Linked DNA regions of Hordeum vulgare: region 2 is linked to region 1. A link is a contact called in public Hi-C data. All regions are on one chromosome and are shown on one strand. The core of a region is the stretch at or near the end of the contact, and the rest is flanking DNA. Distances in the headings are between cores, read along the strand shown.

What was found. A called contact is a pair of places that touch in the nucleus more often than the background predicts.
Region 2: a Hi-C map of leaf shows a contact between it and region 1, with 2.9 times the contacts expected there. The contact joins the promoter of LOC123443709 here to the promoter of LOC123443708 in region 1. A contact is called at or near these places in 5 of 6 Hi-C or Micro-C datasets (leaf, seedling and an unstated tissue) and 1 of 1 datasets of contacts at active chromatin or transcription factors (embryo).

The regions. Positions count from the first base shown.
Region 1 is chr3H:308,682,865-308,688,620 of MorexV3_pseudomolecules_assembly, reverse strand. It overlaps LOC123443708 (vacuolar-processing enzyme-like), which reads right to left and starts at 3,454. Exons shown (of 9, transcript XM_045120208.1): 1 at 3,147-3,454; 2 at 2,242-2,406; 3 at 1,724-1,880; 4 at 1,472-1,557; 5 at 1,185-1,384; 6 at 214-262; 7 at 1-135. The coding sequence starts at 3,341.
Region 2 is chr3H:308,908,623-308,914,378 of MorexV3_pseudomolecules_assembly, reverse strand. It overlaps LOC123443709 (IAA-amino acid hydrolase ILR1-like 1), which reads left to right and starts at 2,492. Exons shown (of 5, transcript XM_045120209.1): 1 at 2,492-2,987; 2 at 4,654-4,779; 3 at 5,712-5,756. The coding sequence starts at 2,643.

The DNA.
Region 1 (5,756 bases), core at 2,205-4,704:
AAATGTAGTGTTCTCGTTAGCAGGATTTGACCCAATGTACGAGAACAAATGTTCAGCATTGAGGTCCAAAGAACCGTATTGCATCACATGGGAACCATAGCTGTATGAGTCCTGAGCTGCCGTTCTCTTCTTGACCTGCTCAACCATTAAAGTAATGTTAGGAAAGAACTGTTCCTCGATGAAGCTAAAAGAAATTAAAATTGAAGTACTTACCAGGTTATACTGCTGCTTGAGAGATTCAGTCCTCAGGTTGTGGACATCACTGTTAACATTGAAAGTTCAATGTTATTTGAGCACAACTAAAATGGCCAAGAACCATAGCGAAAAACAAGTTCTTTTCAAACAAATGACCCAAGGATTTTGACTCAGGGTTCAACTATAAAATGATGAACTGCAACAATTACTACCATGACAGCCGACAGGAGTACATATAGGTGATATTCTGTTGCAATTTCATAAGAATATGGTTGTGTGCAACAGCTACAGCTATTGCTACATGGAGCATTAACAGCGAAAGAAGCCCCAAAGCTCCATGGCCATCAGATTTGCCTTGAAATCGTTGTTTGCTACTACAGGATGCAGTTTACAGCCAGCAGAAGAACAGCTCTAGTCGACCCCGTTAAACGCATGGTATTCAGCCGAACTGCAGTCTGCAGCAATAGTGCATGGGCTGCATGTGTGTGTGGTCTCTCGTGCGTGCGTGCGTGTGTATGTGCGCACGACTGCATGTGTGCAGGGTTTGGTTTGATCAAGCTCAAAGCGTTGATTGTGAGTTGGGCAGGCAGACCTGACATCAGATTTATTCTGTGTAGTTAAGGGACCAAACAAGACAACATAGACAGCACATGCTTAGAGCTCAGTAAAAACCACAGCACATGCTATGCACACAGCATAATTATTTGTCATTCATGTGCCCTAAAAGTAAGCAAACATGCATATCACCCTCACTCAGAGAACACATGGGTATCACCAGCGTCTTACTTAAATAGAGAAAGATAGCAGGTAGTGCCGTACTATTTGGTTAATCATTTTAAAATAACACACCCTGTACGGTAGCAGAAAGTACTAACTGACATGAGTGCCACATGTGCGTTCGAACTGACCGTATCAAAACATGATTTTAGTGTCCGAATGGAAAACATAGTACAACGACCCAGGATAGAGTGACGGACGAAGTAAAGTACCTGTCTTCCATCCAAGAAATGCTGTACAGGTCGCCCAAGCAAGTGTCATATTCCGGCGGAGGGCTCGGGTACTCGCCGGGGCAATACGTTCCCCAACTGCTTTCCTCTGCGTTTGATGCGGTGGTCGCGTAGACACCGATATCATTCGGCAGAAGCCCCTCAAAGATGCTCCCAGATTCACAGGCTTCAAGGTAAAAGACCTAAAAATAAGATGACTATACACCTCAGGCCATTGCTTCAAGCAGCACACCATGCTGAGCAAAAATATCCAAAGAGCTGTGGGGTACCAGGCTTTTGTAGGTTCCAGCAGCATGCTTTTTCTTCAGGACATCTACAAGATCGTCACCATAAAGGTATGGGTAGGTAGGCATCCCTGAAGTTTTTACCAGAACAAAAAAACCATGACAGTAATAAGTTAATTGTGCATATCTAAAATTGTATATGAAATATCTGTTCTGACTGGTTTCAGGTATTTAAAATTCTTGAAAAAAGGCAATAAAAGACAGGAGGTGCTAGAATGACAAGTTCTGAATACTGACCAAGGACCCCAGGACCCCCATGGTCACTGTAAAACACAAAAATGTGATCATTAGGGCCACTGTCCACGACTTTGCCGCTCCCACCATTCACAGCAGTTTTATTACCGAGCAGGACAGCAAAGAAGTTCTTGACATTAACCTCCTTCCCAGTGTAGTCCTACAGTCGGAACAGAAATGTTCAGTCGAACAGATGGCAAATTGTGGATAGGGATGCATGATCATTAGAACTGGTTCATTCCATTAAGATGTTGACATTATCACATAGAAAGTTGGCCTTCTTCTTACCCACGACCAATTGGAAAATAGCATAAAGACTGATAAAATTTAGACATTCAATCATTTTCAACAAGGTGCAAACTGCTACTGAAATTACCGTTTGTGTAATTTCTAAAATATTACATTCACATTTTTCTGCAACCATCAAAGAGTTTGTAACACCCAGTAAGGTAATCTACCAATCTTAGATTTTTACTGCATCAACAATTACTGGAAAAATTTCCTTGAAGACGCGTGATTACCTTAGGGACCCCAGCATAGACATCTCCACCCTGGGGGTGGTTGATGATGACGCCCGGCCTTGGGTTCTCTGGGTTGCGCGCAATGTCGTCGTACATGAAAACGATGATGTTTTCATCCTTGAGACCACCCTTCTTCATGATCTGGTAGGCGTGGCAGATATCGGCCTGCAAAGTGCAAAATTCGGGTCCACAAATCAAACACAGTACTTAATTATCGTCACTAACCCCTCCCAATTTCATCGTCATGGTGGTACTGTACTATCAAGTGTACAAAAAAACACACACAGCTGAATTCGTGTTCAAAGAGCCTGCCAGTACGTAGCAACAACAAAATCATTTTGGCTGAGCAGTGCAGTTAATTATATCATTACGTTTTATACCATATATACAGACAAAATAGTAGCATAAGGAACCGTACTTATTAGTGGGTGGAACCACAAGGGTTGTACTACAATAATACACACTCATCTTATCAGTGTGTGGAGCCTCCTTTTCTATTAAAAAAAAAATCAGTGGGTGGAGCCCGTAACAAAAACGCAGGCCATATGTACGATATTTAATTTTATTTTTCCAGTTTATATGCCAAATGAGATGTACAAGAAATCGTTCTTAAACCAAGTATTTGCCTCACGGCGATATGGCACCGCGCCAATATCATCATCATATTAACAGGGTTCGCTAATCATAGTCCAATTTTGGTAGGATTACTCAACGCGTCAACCACGCAAAATAGGAGGGAACAATCAGGAACACGCAGCGACACCAAACGGAACATTTTTTTTCCAACCTATTGTTTCGGCGATGCACACCAGGGAATTAACCGACAGGAAGACAAAATAGGAACGGAAAATCGAGGATCGCGGAGATGCAAACGAGCAAAGAGTAGTATAATAGCGCGTGCTCACCTGGTGGCGGTAGTTGTAGTAGCCGTTGGAGCCGGCGATGAGGACGGCCCACCTGGTCCCGACGGAGTCATCGTCCTCCTGCCCGGCGGCGCGCTGCGACGGCAGCCGGATGGTGGGCTCAAGCCGTGGGGTCCGCGCGTGCGCCACGGAGAGCAGGAGCGCGAGAGGAAGGAGGCGGAAGGACGCCATCGCCATGGATGGTGTTTGGGGTTTGGATTCCGTGAAGACGCGAATTGGGAGGAGGAAGGGGTTTAATTCGGGATGGGGCAAGGGGAAAGCCTCCAACGTCTCCTTTTATTATGCGCCGGCGCTGCAGGGTATCTTTTCTTATTCAATATATGGCGCTCGTAGGTGGGACCTGCTACTAAGGCTGTGTTCGGCACTCCTCCACCGTGTAGAGGAGGGCCGCTCATCCTATTAGCTACTCCCTCCGTTTCTAAATATAATTCTTTTAAGAAATTTTATTAGGGGTCTACATACAGAGCAAAATAAGTGACTCTACACTTTAAAGTATGTCTATATACATCCGTATGTAATTCACTAGTGGAACCTTTAAAAAGACTTATAATTAGGAACGGATGGAGTACTTCCTAAATTACAAGTGCACAACGCCCCGCTCCGCTCTGCAGAGCAAAGGGAGTTCGTACAATTTCTAAGTAAGTGGGATTTATTTTATAGGCACTGCTATGAATCAGTTGGATGATTCCCCGACTTCCTTCTTCGTATCCTCGGCATTGCAGTTTTTCATGGCAGAATCAACGACGTAGCTTCCATGGCAACATCAACGGCGTCGCCGGCATACCGTTGCAACCCCGCCGTCACTCCATTGCAACCTCAATGGAGTTTCGACGACCCTCCGGTGTGCTTGACTGCAGCTGCAATACGCTTCACTACAACTCCGACGGCTCCATTGCAATCTCGACGAAGTTTCCACGACCCTCCGACATGCATCACTACACCTACGGCGAAGCTTCACTGCAATTTTGGCGATGCTTACACACCCGGAGAGTGCTCCAATGTTGTTCCGCCGCCGGCACACAACACCATGCCCCATTGCATTGCACTGGAGCTCCGTCAGTCACCGACTTGTTTCACTGCACTACAGCTCCATGGTCGTTGCACTGCAACTCCGCCGCTGACGCACGGCCCCGTGGTCGTTGAACTGCAGTTCCGCAGCTGACGCGTAGAACCATTGCCGTTGTAGTGCAGCTCCTCCACCCACCACTGGCATGTTGCATTGCATCTACACCATCGCGGCGCGGCAGCAGCCCGTTGAACTGCACCTCTTCCACCAGCTTCACTTCAACAACCAGTCTGATTTGTTACGTGCCGGTGGAACACGAGCTGTCGCAGCGCAGAAATTCGTGAGTACTACGATGGAGATCCACGACTGGGAGAAAGGCAGGGGATGAACATCAAAGGCGGGGATGCAGCACGACGGCAACGGGATGCAGCAGGGCGGGCGACAGGATACAACACGACAGGCGATGGGATGCTACGACGGTGTTGTGATGAAGCACACGGCAACACGACGATGATGACGGCATGCTGCGACGGGATGCAGCACGCCGCCGGCGAGCTGCTCCAACCCAGCAGGAGCGAGGCCATGGCGGATGCACACGGCGACGACGGAGCACATGAAAGAGAGAAGCGAGCATGGAAGAGAGGAGCGAGTATGGAAGGGAGAAGCAAGTGTGGTTCATGGCAGAGAGCGGACGGGGAAGAAAAGGGGATCTGGCTCAGGAAAGGATAAGTAAGGAGAGCGTGGGCGGTAGGCGGGCTACACGTGGCGAGCATAGGGGGCGGTTTACGTGAGACTAAAATCAGCCGGCTTAATATAAACATTTTCCTTATTCTATTCTGTCAAAAATAAAGTGGGGTTTATTCGAAGAAGTGCATTGCAGCTATCGGGTGTCACACATCCTTATATGAAAATAGCATTAAAAACATATTGAGATTTTTCAAAAAATTCTGAAATTTTGGGATATGAAACTTGAATACGTGTTGTACATCCTTGTTCATTTTCATGGGAAATGAGGGTCGTGGTATTTGCGGCATACAAATTATGATCTGATACACGTTACATTCAAGTTATTTTCTATACATAGCAATTTTTTATTTTTTTACTGTCATTATCATGGGCACCCATTCCCCATATAAACATTATCACATGAGCTCGAGATCGAGCGAGCAAGGTGAGGGTGAAGGTGAATGAGGATGAGAGAACATCCCAGACGGTTGCGGTGTCCTTATCCAGCGCGGGGATGCGGGTAGATAAGCATGAGGTGGCCATGACACGTGGTCGTATGTGTCGAGCACACGCTCGTGCCCTTCTGTCCAAAGGAAGAAGAAGACTGTCAAGCTGGGCCGAGATGGCTGCTAGAATTCTAGATCGAACACATAATTCTCCTTTTTATTTATCTTTTCTATTTTTCCATCTGTTTTTGTGTTATTTGGAGATCTAAACTATCTCCAAATGTTTTGAAAATTTAAATGTAGCTTTATAGAACCTATCCAAGGCTACACACACAATTTTCAAACATTTGGATTTATATTTATTTTATAACATAATATAAACCACATTCACATACTTTATTGATTTAATTCAAA
Region 2 (5,756 bases), core at 1,243-3,742, 230 kb before region 1:
TTTCAAGGTTTGAAATCAACAATGAGTGTTTAATGTATCCCCTGCCTCCTTTAGAGAATATCTAAGATACGAAAAGTAATGTTGATTTCAAACCTGCATATGCATCCCGCTGTTCACCTTGCACGACATTGACATTTTTTCAAGGATGTGAGTAGATCACTAATTTTCAACGACGTGGAGGGTGAGCGGTAGGATGCAAGTGCATCAGGTCCTTCGATCTCTTGGCTGGGTTCAAGTGAGTGTTGACTTCTTATAGATAGATACATACATGTGCTTTGATCTGTTTTTAATATGAACTCGATCTTGGTGGCTGTTTCAAATCTTTAAAATCCTAAAAGCAACATTAGCCTGGCCCGGATGTGCATCTTCTTAATCTCCGAGGCACACAAAATTGGCATCTTTAAGGTTTATGCTTCCCCGTAGTATATAATTAATCCTTTCATAGATTTATGTGCGCCCTTACATACCATAACTTCTATGCAGTGTAAATATTACTTTGATCAAGGTATTGGAGTTCAAAGCATGAATTGTATGGCTAATGCAATCACTACTTCATGGACTTAATTTGATTATCACTAACTCCATGCCAACCAACTCCGATCGGATGCCATATCGGCGCCCTAGGCTTTACATTCTCGTAATCCAAATCCCCATCTGCCTCCTCAGTTTCGAGTCATTATTTTGGCACTATAAAGGTTTATAATAAGCTCCCCTTGTAATGATATCTCAAGTATATCTTCAAAGTAGATAAATTGCACTCCCTCCTTTGTTCTAAGTAACTTTGTCCGTTGTGGGGCTTTGGTATGTCAAACTCTTTCCAGGAATCACAAAGACATTGCACCTAAAGTGGACCAACGTTGTGGTGAATGACATGAATACAGGGAGTAGTGTCACCAATGGATTCTTCTATGAGCTATGGGTTGCCAAGGCTACAATAGTAACTATAATTAAGCTAAAATTAATATTATTTGTAACAGTTGTATATTTCAAGTCATATACATCATGGTTATAGAAAGAGAAAGAGCATTTTCATGTAGATGTCTGAAACTTCAAATATGGTGTGAAAACCAAGTGTGTGGCATAATTTAAGATTTCCTTGTATGGATAGAAGATTCACTTGTTTCACGACTCTAAAAAGTTTTTTTTGGTTTTCAGGTTTTTAACTTCCGTTAAATTTGGGTCAATCAATGCTTAGCCAAATTAGCTTGTAAAATTAGAGATCAGTTGATTTGATAATCGTTACCTGGCTGGCAATCCCTAACAAGTGAACTTAATACTGCTTGCATGATGCCTAATGCCTTTAGATCATGCTTATATCGTTGTATCATTGTAGCGAAAGTACAAGCATCAGATTACTTACGCATGAAATGGTTCTAGAAACCAAAATCATGTTCTAAATTATAGCAGCTATGTTCCTTTTGTTGTAGGTCATAAGGCCTTCAAATCCTACTTGTATCACTACATCATTGTAGCAAAAGTACAAGCAGTAGATCACTTAGGAAATGGTTCGCGAAGTGAAAAGCCTGTTGTAAATTATGACAATTCTATGTCTTTATTTTGTAATGCCTAATGCCTTCAGACCCTATTTGAATCATAGTAAAAATGTAGCGGAAGTAGAATTATCGGGTCACTAGGCCATGAAAATGTTCATCATTGTGTTACATGTACCTCATTGTACTATTTTGCAACACTTGAATGCTTAAAATACATATATATTTATTGTAACGTTTGAATGGTAATAGGAAGGGGATATGGGAACAAATAAACCTGAAAGTGAATGTAACTAATTATGTTTGCAAACAAAAAGATTCCATCAAAATTTGATCTCTACAAATTATTGCACATGCACGATTGCGACACAAGTAACTACATGTGAATTGACATTATAATATGTATATATTTCAATTTTAAATTCTATTAAGACGTGCAATGCACGTGCATGTTAGCTGGGGAACTCGCTTCGTCAACCAAGCCGCTCTTTCATTATTGTCTGAAAGAAGTCATGTACTGTCCCGTGGCGATGAAGATGAAGATATACGTATTTCATATGTCTACAATAGTTGTAACCCATCCGAATGTTTCATATGTCTACAATAGTTGTAACCGACATGAATGTCGTTGAAGTTGCAAAGCTATCAAGGCCGTCGCCCCGGCGTTCACTGCTCCAACATGCCTTGCGCACTTAACCGGCATCGTTTATGAGATCGTCGTTATGACAATGTCACTGCAGGTGCGTTGCACGTGCATGCTAACTAGTAAGCATTAAGAAGACAAATGATTTTTCTAAACTGACATGGCTTTTCCACAAGCACGTTTTTTGTGGTCAACAGCTAGATTCCCACCCACCTCTACAACCAAACCCCTCTACTCCTTGACGAAAAAGAAAAGAAAAAGAAAAAGAAAACCACTCTACTGCCACTGCAACCAAATCAACGTGTACCAAAGCGTCTCGAAACAAAAGACTACTCAAAGAGGGCAGAGAAAAAAGGAGGAAGTAAAAAAGCAGCCAGAATCCTCCCAAACCAAGCTCAAGGTTTGTTTCAGTCTTGCCCACGTCACTCGTGCGCGTTTCGCCTGGTTGATAGCCCAAACCGAAGCAGAACATCACGACGGAATTCATTTACTCCGTACTAGCGTTGGCCATGGCCGCTGGCGCTTCGCCCCTCCTGCTGTTGCGCGTCGCCCTCGTCCTCATCGCCGCCGCCGCGGCCTGGGCGGCGGCGCTGGACGACCCGGCGGGGCTTCTGCGACGGGCCAAGGAGGCGGAGTTCTTGGACTGGATGGTGGGGGTGCGGCGGCGGATCCACGAGAACCCTGAGCTCGGCTACGAGGAGTTTGCCACCAGTGAACTCGTCCGGCGCGAGCTCGATGCCATGGGGATCCCGTACAGGCACCCCTTCGCGCTCACCGGCGTCGTCGCCACCGTCGGCACAGGCGGCCCGCCCTTCGTCGCGCTTCGGGCCGACATGGACGCGCTCCCTATGCAGGTTTTTTTTTTTTTTTTTTTTTTTTTTGAGATAAGGTTGTTTCTTCTGCTTTACTGTTCGGATTGTATCCAACTTTTATGTTTGTATTGGGCCGTCGCGTTTTAGCTTTGCTGCGTCCGGTAGTTGAAAATTTCTTGGTTCAGCTGCCGAACCATTTCTATATTGCGACTGCGGAATTTCAGGATTTCTTCAGCGCCACTTGTTAACTTTGGAGGGGAATTGTTCTTGTTGACGCTCTATATATTAGCAGAGTAAGATTGTAAAATAATAAGGGAGCTGCTAGGCGTCGACCGGTGGATCCGTAGCAAATATCCACCACCCCAATAGCCGTCCGATTACGCGCGCAGCCGTCCGATCTACCAGTTGGATCGCCTCTTCCGGTCAAATACAACCTGAAACAATAGCCCAGTTGCAGAAACAATCGCTTTGTTGCGAAATAACTTTTGATCCATTAATTCTTAAAACAACGGTTGAGTTGCAGAAACAATTGCTTTGTTGCAGAATTTTTTCTTCGTCTTTGTGCAGCATAGGTACTGTTGGGTAAGAATTTTTTGCAACAAAGGTCATGTTGCAGAAAACTTTTGCAACATATGTCAGCTTGCATAATTTTTTCCTTCATCTTTCTGCAACAAAGGTACCGTTGCGGAAGAAATTGTTGCAACATAGGTGCTTTTGCAACTGTCTTCAAGGGATCCAGATTCAGATCCTACAACATAGGAGGTGCTGCGGTGCGCAAACTGCAACAAGCGCTAAGTTGCATAAATACAAGCTAGGTGAGCCTACATAAGACAAGCGTTGCATGAGCAAGAGGCGTCTGCCCTCAAGGGATACAGATTCAGATCCTGCAACATAGGACGTGTTGCGGTACGCAATCCGCAACAAGCGTTAAGTTGCAGAATGACAAACTACATAAGCTCAAATAGGACACGCGTCGCACAGACAAGACGATGGAAGGCTGCGTGCGATCCGCCGGCTGAAGCACAACGTTTTCCAAATAATAATACTCAAAATCTCCTAATAAACGAACCCTGATGGACCGATGACTTAAGTAGACCTCTCAGCACTGGTGTGTGAGATGTCATAATTCAAAATTGGAGGATAGAGAATCGTATCCCAAATTTTTGGCTGGATAACTGTTTGATATTGACCGCGGGGAAATGCAATATAATGCTTGTCAGTTCTCAGTACAATTAAACTTCTGAGTCTGGACAGATGGCAAACACTACTTTTCTTATTAAAAAGAGGGGCATACACTAGCCTAGTCATAGCTAGTTCCCTAGACTTTTGACCAGGATCATACAAGAGTAGGTTTATGCTTATTGTGGGAATGAAACATGTGATTAGCCTGTATGCACGTATATAATAGCAAAGCTAAGCTTCAAGCTTGTCTTGTGTGGCGATGAGACAATTATGCCATACTGTTACACAAGTAGTAGATAATAATTTTGGGAGCAATTATTGTATGCATTTTCTTGAAAAGGATAGTATAATTGTTATTCCTAGTTACTGGACATTTCTTGTGTTTATTTGAATTATTTTTTGGTGCTAATTTAAGCATTATAAGCATCCTATGCCTGCACTGAAGTATGATTAGGCTGTATTTGGCTATCACTTTATCTATTTCAAGGATCATGTTACTTATGATACCCTCATGTGTATTCTTCAGGAAAGTGTGGAATGGGAACATAAGAGCAAAGTGCCTGGGAAGATGCATGGATGTGGCCATGATGCACATGTTGCTATGCTGTTGGGTTCTGCTAAGATTCTTCAGGAGCACCGTGATGAGTTGAAGGTTAGTAAAGAGGCTCTTTCTGGATTGTAAAACGTTGTAATTTTCTCATTTTACAATGAAAAGCCGCAAGAAGATTTGAATTTTCTCTTTTAACGCTGAAAGGGTGCTTGAAGGTTGACAGTTAACTATAGGTCAATCATTTTGTTGTTGCTTTGAGTTTAAGAGGTAGTAGTAACCTTGCAAATAAATAAATAAATGAAAATATAATCATAAGATCAGTATATCTTAACACTCCACGTGATTTATTCTCATACTTCCCCTTCTTTCATTTCTTGTACAAATCATCTGTTTACTGGGTTAGAACTTTGACGGAACTAAATTGTACCAATTCAATGTTCATGTCATAAGAGTGGCGATATATTACTTTTGGTGTTATATATGAACTTTCATGGTTCAGAAACTACCTGATTCTCTATGCCGGCTATGGTAAATGAGGTTTTTGTTTGATTAAAATGTAGGCGATAAAATTTTGGTATTTCCTATGTCCACTCCACCACCGATGTTTCCTGAACTATTTGGAGATTGTGCCAAAGGGCAAGTGCAATGATTTTTGTTTCTTTTTCCTCAACACTTCCTTCTCAAGAGATGCACAATGTTGGTGATTCACTGTTTTATATTTCAAATCAACCTTCACATTAGCAGTTCTATGAATATCTTGTGACACTACATAGAAAATGCGCATGTGTATTCTGTTCTCCAATAATTGGTCATGCAACCTTTTTCAGACATCATACAGTTAGTCAAAGGATAGTTTGGTCCCCGCTTCCCCTCATATCAGTTATGTACAAACTGAACCATGTGGCTGCCTATATATCAATTATGTCAAGATTTCATAATCCTTGGCCGAAAACAATTTCCTATCTTGCACACATCAAATTTTATTTACCTGCAAAATTTGATGTTACAAACATCTTGTTGTTTGTTTACTGTAGGGTACTGTAGTCCTTCTTTTCCAACCAGCTGAGGAAGGTGGTGGT